3 separate regions of the Mus musculus genome follow, and all the other regions are linked to region 3. The links are chromatin contacts, called in public Hi-C and HiChIP or PLAC-seq maps. All regions are on one chromosome and are shown on one strand. The core of a region is the stretch at or near the end of the contact, and the rest is flanking DNA. Distances in the headings are between cores, read along the strand shown.

The links. HiChIP or PLAC-seq counts read pairs in DNA pulled down with a chosen protein or histone mark. A called contact is a pair of places that touch in the nucleus more often than the background predicts.
Region 1: a Hi-C map of embryonic stem cells shows a contact between it and region 3, with 2.5 times the contacts expected there. The contact joins the enhancer-like site here to the promoter of Pcdh9 in region 3. A contact is called at or near these places in 2 of 39 promoter capture datasets (the C10 cell line and hippocampal neurons), 2 of 484 Hi-C or Micro-C datasets (cerebellum and embryonic stem cells) and 1 of 9 other capture datasets (pancreatic islet).
Region 2: a contact with region 3 is called in a RAD21 HiChIP or PLAC-seq map of pro-B cells, with 3 times the contacts expected there. The contact joins the enhancer-like site here to the promoter of Pcdh9 in region 3. A contact is called at or near these places in 1 of 39 promoter capture datasets (the C10 cell line), 2 of 15 datasets of contacts at CTCF or cohesin (large pre-B cells and pro-B cells) and 1 of 115 datasets of contacts at active chromatin or transcription factors (large pre-B cells).

The regions. Positions count from the first base shown.
Region 1 is chr14:93,215,167-93,217,866 of GRCm38.p6, reverse strand. All of the region lies in intron 4 of Pcdh9 (protocadherin 9), which reads left to right. Among named protein-coding and RNA genes, the nearest start is that of Gm23509, 78 kb to the right of the region's middle. Within about 2 kb of position 1,281, at least 4 of the 459 cell types and tissues checked have an H3K27ac peak or open chromatin away from gene starts, as enhancers often do. A contact at or near this core is called in embryonic stem cells, where this site is marked.
Region 2 is chr14:94,540,856-94,543,555 of GRCm38.p6, reverse strand. No RefSeq gene overlaps it. Among named protein-coding and RNA genes, the nearest start is that of Gm23324, 94 kb to the right of the region's middle. Within about 2 kb of position 1,260, at least 14 of the 459 cell types and tissues checked have an H3K27ac peak or open chromatin away from gene starts, as enhancers often do. A contact at or near this core is called in pro-B cells, where this site is marked.
Region 3 is chr14:93,889,206-93,891,941 of GRCm38.p6, reverse strand. Pcdh9 (protocadherin 9) reads left to right here and starts at 1,273. Exons shown (of 5, transcript NM_001081377.3): 1 at 1,273-1,821.

The sequences.
Region 1 (2,700 bases), core at 32-2,531, 670 kb after region 3:
CAAGCTGGACCTAGACTATGCCCACCTCCCAACCCTCACACCTGTGTTGTAGATGTGCAGCTTGGTCTACAAGTTGGTCCCCCAAAAACTGGAGTATGGGCTGTCACTAAAGCTGTTGCCTGTCTGTGGAATGTGCTCCCCTAACTGAGAGGCCCTGTGTGCCCCCAATGGGAGAGAATGCACCTAGTCCTCCAGAGACTTGATGTGCCAGGATACAGAAATACCCAGGGGCAACCTCCATCCCCTCAGAGAAGGAGGCGAAGGGGAATGAGGGAGGGAATTGTGAGAAGGGTACTAGGAGGAGGGGCTAACTACTGGGATGCAAAGTGAATGAATAGATAGATAGATAGATAGATAGATAGATAGATAGATAGATAGATAGATAGATAGGACAGAAAAATAGTTCTTCAAGAAAATTTGAAAATTGTCTTAAATGCTTCTTCACTATCCAAGACTGATATATGACTTAAAAATTGTACTGTCTTAATAGTTCTTGCTCAGGTGAAGGAAGTTATCCTGAAAACATAATGAATATTAGATCAATTTTTAAATCTGGGAGACAATATAATAGCCACATATATGTGAATATAAATTAGAAGATTTTTGTAATTCTATATACAGATATCACATTTGTGAAAAATTACTGCTTATTAAATTTTATTATATAAAAGAATTCACACCTTACAACATTTCAACATATTTTCCTGTCTATAAACTTCTATTTAGCCTTCCGCATTTTCTGCAAAACTGTAATTTTGGATTATTCATCTACCATTAAAATTCTGAAAAAAAAGTTGTTTCAATGTTTTGATAAATATGATTATTTACCTCAAGACATTAATTTCTTAGTCTGTGTTTACATAATGTATTGGTTATAAGAAGAATTAGACATTCATATAAATATATTTATTAAAAATATTTTGAGCATCAAAGTTGACTTAATATTTATAAGCCAACACTTTTGTGGAACAACCATTATAAAATAAAAGTATGTGAACCAAGAATACAAATTTTTTGTAACTATTTCAGAATCCTAAAACTACTGCAAAAAATTTGCCAAATTAAAAATGGGCATTAATGTGAAATGAAGTTCTATTAAAATAATAAAGGCTATCTGTATATAACTCATGCCTTACACTGTTACCATTTTTAAGATATTATTTAAAGAAACATTGTCACATTGCATACTTGTGGAATGATCTCAGAGTCATGAGGGAGTAGCAGCCACCATAGTGAGTAACAGAGAAAGGGAGGAAGTGATATCGCAAAGAAGCCACATGTTTGCACCCACAACATTATGTGATGCTCAGCCTAACCAAACCCAGGAAGGACAGAAGGCACACCTCTGTTTCCTTCCAAAAATTTTTTTCTTTAAATCTAAGTCATGAGAGAACCGGACAGCTTCTGGGACGAGCAGAAGCACAGAGCCGCTGAGGCAGCAGCCTGGGCGGGCCGCAGACAACCGGCCAACATCCGGACCAGAGGACAGGTGTCCGCCTGGCTCGGGAGACGGCCTCAGCCTCAGCAGCAGCGGTCGCCATCTTGGTTCCGGGACTCCGCGGGACCTAGGAAATTAGTCTGAACAGGTTAGAGGGTGCGCCAGAGAACCGGACAGCTTCTGGGACGAGCAGAAGCACAGAGCCGCTGAGGCAGCAGCCTGGGCGGGCCGCAGACAACCGGCCAACATCCGGACCAGAGGACAGGTGTCCGCCTGGCTCGGGAGACGGCCTCAGCCTCAGCAGCAGTGGTCGCCATCTGGGTTCCGGGACTCAGCAGAACTTAGGAAATTAGTCTGAACAGGTTAGAGGGTGCGCCAGAGAACCAGACAGCTTCTGGGACGAGCAGAAGCACAGAGCCGCTGAGGCAGCAGCCTGGGCGGGCCGCAGACAACCGGCCACCATCCGGACCAGAGGACAGGTGTCCGCCTGGCTCGGGAGACGGCCTCAGCCTCAGCAGCAGCGGTCGCCATCTTGGTTCCGGGACTCCGCGGGACCTAGGAAATTAGTCTGAACAGGTTAGAGGGTGCGCCAGAGAACCGGACAGCTTCTGGGACGAGCAGAAGCACAGAGCCGCTGAGGCAGCAGCCTGGGCGGGCCGCAGACAACCGGCCAACATCCGGACCAGAGGACAGGTGTCCGCCTGGCTCGGGAGACGGCCTCAGCCTCAGCAGCAGCGGTCGCCATCTTGGTTCCGGGACTCAGCAGAACTTAGGAAATTAGTCTGAACAGGTTAGAGGGTGCGCCAGAGAACCGGACAGCTTCTGGGACGAGCAGAAGCACAGAGCCGCTGAGGCAGCAGCCTGGGCGGGCCGCAGACAACCGGCCACCATCCGGACCAGAGGACAGGTGTCCGCCTGGCTCGGGAGACGGCCTCAGCCTCAGCAGCAGCGGTCGCCATCTTGGTTCCGGGACTCCGCGGGACCTAGGAAATTAGTCTGAACAGGTTAGAGGGTGCGCCAGAGAACCGGACAGCTTCTGGGACGAGCAGAAGCACAGAGCCGCTGAGGCAGCAGCCTGGGCGGGCCGCAGACAACCGGCCAACATCCGGACCAGAGGACAGGTGTCCGCCTGGCTCGGGAGACGGCCTCAGCCTCAGCAGCAGTGGTCGCCATCTGGGTTCCGGGACTCAGCAGAACTTAGGAAATTAGTCTGAACAGGTTAGAGGGTGCGCCAGAGAACCGGACAGCTTCTGGGACGAGCA
Region 2 (2,700 bases), core at 11-2,510, 650 kb before region 3:
GCCCCTTGCCATTGCTGTTTTAAGATCAATTTTATTTAAACTATAGTGGTAATTCTTCTATACACTGGGTTGCCCTTGCTTATGATGTACAAATGTTTAAAGTTGTAATATATTCTTAATAAATTATCTTTTGTAATAAGTATGTAGTAGCCTTCTCCTCTGTGGATTAGGGTTTTTTTTTTTCTTTTTTTCCTTTTTGAAACCTGTTTTGTTAGATACTACAATATCTATAAGTTGCTTCTTGATTTCTTTTTCTTCTTTTGTTTTCTTTCTTCCTTCCTTTCTTTTTTTCTTTCTTTTCTCATTCTCTCCTTTCTTTTGACTTAAGGCAACATCATTCCTTGTCAGTGAGTTTTATTCCTAGGATGCAGCAAAACGATGTCTCTGATGCGAATATTCTTTCCTTCCCTTGGAGAAACTAAGCAATGTCTACTCCTGCTCTCAATCTTACAATGGCAGATTAAGGGATAATTCCACCAAAGTTCATGCTGGGGAACCAATGAATTTACTTCACTTCCTTACAGAGCCTAGATGAGGAGTTAGATAGATTTCGGTATTCTTTCCCCGAACCTGCTACACCTAGAAAGTGTTATCAACTAGAGCTTCTCCATTCCCACATAACAGACTCCCTGCTCTCTGTCTACTCTAATCCCTCCCCTAGGCCAGGGGCAGAGTTCCCACATGAAAAGGCAAAGTGGCCATATTCTGACCATCCATATGGGAAGGTCCAATGTAAACATGCCATCTGGGATTATCTTCTGCAGGCAGATTTGATATAGAAGAGCTAATTTCTTCAAGATAGAAGTTGTATGGCTCAGAGGACAGTCACTCGTGACCATCTTTGAATGAGTAGCATTCAGTCTCATGTAATATTAAACATGATGTGGGTGCAGAATTCTTTACATGGGTCGTATAAGTTTTGATCCCAATACAAGTACACATTCCATCAAAGCTTAACAAGAGTTCATAATAAGGTGTTCCTCTCAGGTCCAAAAATAATAAATCAATATATTTTTAAAGGCATTACCTGTCCTTAACTCTTTCTCAGATTATGTACTAATCAACTTTCTGTTACTTTTTGTCCTTCGAGGAACCAGAACAAATAAATTGAATGGCTCTCTTGGTACCCCGGAAAAGCTGAACTTATTACAGCTCTTACAAAGAAGGAAAGAAGTTCTCGAAGCCTTTGTGGGGCAGGTAGCCAAGATCTCACTCCCTCTGCAATGCCAGTTCCAACGGCAGGGGCAACATGGGCCGCAACAATGGTGTGCGACCTTAGAGAACATAAGATGACCGCTGAAAGTCCTTTCCAGGATAGCACCCTGGGGACTTTCCACTAGAAGGTTGTGATGAACACTTCCTTCCCCAAATGACCCAGCAAAACAAGCTTTACAAGGAAGCCCTGACCACAATGCAGGTGCAGATAACGACCAAAAGTGTTTCAGTTCCCTCTTCTGGTGACTAAGACCTCACCTCACCTGGAGCCACAAATGCTGAGAAAGATCAGTTCGGGCCACCACTGGGCTTAAACCAACGGTATGGGGGACTTTTGGGATAGCATTGGAAATGTAATTGAGGAAAATATGTAATAAAAAAAAGTGTGTGCTTATTATCTTCGGGGTCACCTCTTCCCCAATTGTAGGACAGCCCCAGAGCACACTGGATCAATAAACCTCTTGCTTGTTGCATGGATCTCCTTCTCTGTGTTTCTGACAGTGGGACATTCTTGATGAAAGACTCTTCTGGTCTTAAAATGGCAGCGACAGGGGCAGCTAAACAGTGAGCATAGCCTGTCAGGCAGGTCCAAGATCCAGTGATAAATGCGTTGGACAAAAGAGAACTCTTCCCATGTGTTACAGCTCAGTAAAAGAGTCACTCTCAGAGGATTTTTTTGTGAAATATCTTGTATACTGTATACTTTATTCCACGTGGACAAGAATTTTAAAAACATCGAGGAGTGGGTGGTGGCGGTGATGGTCTTGGTGCAGGGATCGATGTTTCTTAGTGGCACAATTTGAGATGTTTGTAGTGCTCTATTTGCATGGAAAAGGATGCCAGATGTTTTTGGTACCTGACTGATTGTCAAGGTCCTCTCAGCAGGGTGTCATGGCTACCCCTTGGAAAGCATGCATCCAAGGAGTGTTTCCTCTCCCTGTATTCTCATTTCTGAGATTCACAGGGGTCTGAGCTCACTCAGTCTGATCAGTTCTTCTGTCTGGTGGCATGGTCCACTTGCCCCACATTTTCTGTGAAAAATATTCATAAAATTACTATAATGGAAAGAAGATTTGTTTGGGAACACTGTTGGGGTCCAGATGTTTTAGTCAGGGTCACTTCTATCTGGAACAATATGAAATAGATCATGACCTTAGATAGATCTTAGGAAGAAACAGAGTCTCTGCTCTCATGGCCCCGGGAACAGATGCATTGAAAAAGATGCTTACAGTCAGCTATTAGATGGAACTCAGGGACCCCAATGGAGGAGCTAGAGAAAGTACCCAAGGAGCTGAAGGGGTCTGCAACCCTATAAGTGGAACAACAATATGAACTAACCAGTATCCCTGGAGCTCATGTCTCCAGCTGCATATGTATCAGAAGATGGCCTAGTCAGCCATCATTGGAAAGAGTGGCCCATTGGACACACAAACTTTATATGCCCCAGTACAGGGGAACGCCAGGGCCAAAAAGGGGGAGTGGGTA
Region 3 (2,736 bases), core at 24-2,523:
TTTATATTACCATTCAGGTGGGGATTTGTTACTTAACTAATAGGGTTTTATATCAAACTTTATTCAGGCACCTGTCTGGCACCGGTGCTGCCAAACCTTCCTAACTTACTGGTTTTTAAAGATGAGTGAGGCTTTGAGGGAATATGACAGAAATCAGGGTGACCCTTTCTGAAGTATCCCATCCAGCCCTGGTATAAAAATGAGAAACAAGATTGTGCGGATGTACTACAGAGCTGAAGTCAGGGCCATGCCTGGCAGGGAAATGTGTCCAGCAGTAAGTGGCAAGGGGGAAAGGAGCTTTGCAGCTTGGCTAACAGCTGCTTGGGATTCCTTCAAGCCAGACGGAAGCAAAGTTCGCACATAGGTGAGCTGACAGCAGGCTCAGATGAAGCCTTCGTTCCAGAGAGCTAGGTTTTCCGGGTTCCCTGCGAGGCAAAAGAACGACAGAGGCTCTGCCACGACCAGGCGCCTAAGCTCCGATCAGATCCCAGGAAAGGAGACTTCTTGCTCAGCAAACTGTCCGTGGCTGCGCCCAGGGACCCCAGCTACAACGTACCTTTTCCCCAGGCACTTTCAGTGACCCTGCACGCAGTAAAAGCCCAGATTAATTTTCTTTCCATTTTCCACCGAGACTCAAATGTCTACTGCCCTATCTTTAGCTCTCCGCCCTCCTCGCCCTTCCTTCGGATGTCCCTGCCAGCAAATGCCTCAATTTGCAGCACCCGGCACAGAGCCGGTTTAATGGTTTAATGCGCTCCAGGATTTGCTGGCCAAAACTCCTCACTGAGGGGTGGCTGCGCGTCTCAGCCATCTCTGCAATTTAGCCCTTTCCACTTTGCAGACAGAAATGCATCAAGAGAAGAGCGGCCTCAATGACCCTCACCACCCGGTGGCGAGAATCTAGGTTCCCGGGTTTCGCTCCGGTGCAACCGCACCGCCCTGGCTCCGCCGCCGCAAGCTGGGTAAGAGCTCCAGAGCTCCCGAGCCACCCCGGGTGCTGGCCCCTGCCGGGCATGCTCAGTGCGCGTCCTGAAAACAGCTCTCCCGGGACCGGGATCGTTCCTCCAGGTTTTCGCGGCTGCCGAGGGGCGCTGGGGAGGGGGAGGCTGAAGACAGTCAGCGCCTTGTTCCGCGCCCCCTCCCGCAGCCCTCTGCAGCCTCCCGCACTGCAAGATGCTGGCCAATCAGGACCCGGAGGTGGGGCCTCGGTCGTCACGCCCTCCCTCTGGGCTTATTGAGAGTTATATCAAGAAATTCAGTTCAGAGAGAGGAGAGAGAGGAGAGGGAGAAGGAGAGGGGGGCAGAAGAGAAGGGAAAAACGAAGAGTACGCGAGGTAGGATGGAGAGCCTCAGTCTCTTAAGCGCGAAAGGACTCACGGATTAAGAATTTGCCGGGCAATTGGCACCCCGGGAAAACATCCAGAAAATCACCATCACCCAACTCTGACGTTTCCTACTAGAAGTTAGAGACTTCAGCAGTATTGCCATCGGATGCAAATGGTAGGCTGGATGCGGTGGGATACACTCCCGAGCTGAAGAAGTGCAATTGGATGTGGTGTGCGTTAAATACCAGAAGAGCCCAGACCCAGTGGGTAAAAGCGAGGAAATGTGGAGAGAATGACTAACGACAAATCTGTGAATTTGTTCTCGGGAGTTGCTAATTTGCCAGCCCGAAGCCACACATTTTACAAGGAGAAAACGTTTTGCTGCTTCTGAATTCTCCCCAAACTGGTGCTACCAGATGCATGGCTTTCTATGTGTTGGAGCAAATCCTTCTTAACTGCAGCCTACCGGGAAAGGGGCAAGGTTGAGGCAACTAATGTAAGTGTAAAGTTTCGCATTAACAATTCGAAATACCGTCTTTAGTTGTGTCCTCGGCGTAGATGAGAGGTGTTTGTAATTGGGTAGCTGGCTAGGGTAGAGCTCGCCTACTGGGTTGTATCTGCATCCCCACCTGCACCACTCAGCTGGAACTAATCGCGGGCATCAGCTACTGTGTAGCCTAATGCAGATAAGATTAGAGCCTGGGAGCTGACCAGTCTTACTCCGGGTGGGTAGCTGCCTGGAGCCTTGCACCCATTTAAACTGCAGTTAGAGGGGCATCTGAGCGGAAGTTCTTCTACGTGTGTTACCGGGTTGCGGTATTTATGTGTAGCAAATGTTACTAATATTCTAATGAGACACCGGATTAAGAAACTGCATTTTTGTTCTTTTATGCTCAATAGAAAAAAAAATACCGTGATGTTACATAGGAATGTTGTCTGTGTTTCACTTCCATCCCGGCATGCTGGTCCACCTCTGTGATAAGCAATTGTCTATTAGGATACGTTTTTTAAAAAGTTTTAATGTGTTTATTTATCTCAACGGGGGCAATGTGGAAATATGGAGAAAGGAGAGCACCCTCCGAGGAAGAAATGCCAAGTCTTGGTTTTGTGCTTTGAGGCAATGAGAACCCTTAGTGGCCAGTGACTACTGCTGTTGCTGCGGCTGCAGCAGCATGTCCGAATGCTCATTTTCCAGGAGGGTTGGATTATGAGACAGTTGAAGAACTGGGAGGAAGGAAAAGCAGTCTTTTGAGAGGAGGAGATGACTCAGTGTGGCAGAGAAGAAAACACATCATATCTAACATGTGACAAAGCAGTTGGCAGCAATCATAGCTAAATACTTGAGCTCTTTCCATCGCAAACAACTAGGGGAGGTGGGCTAGAGACCAGGAGGAGGGTTAAATGGGGGTGG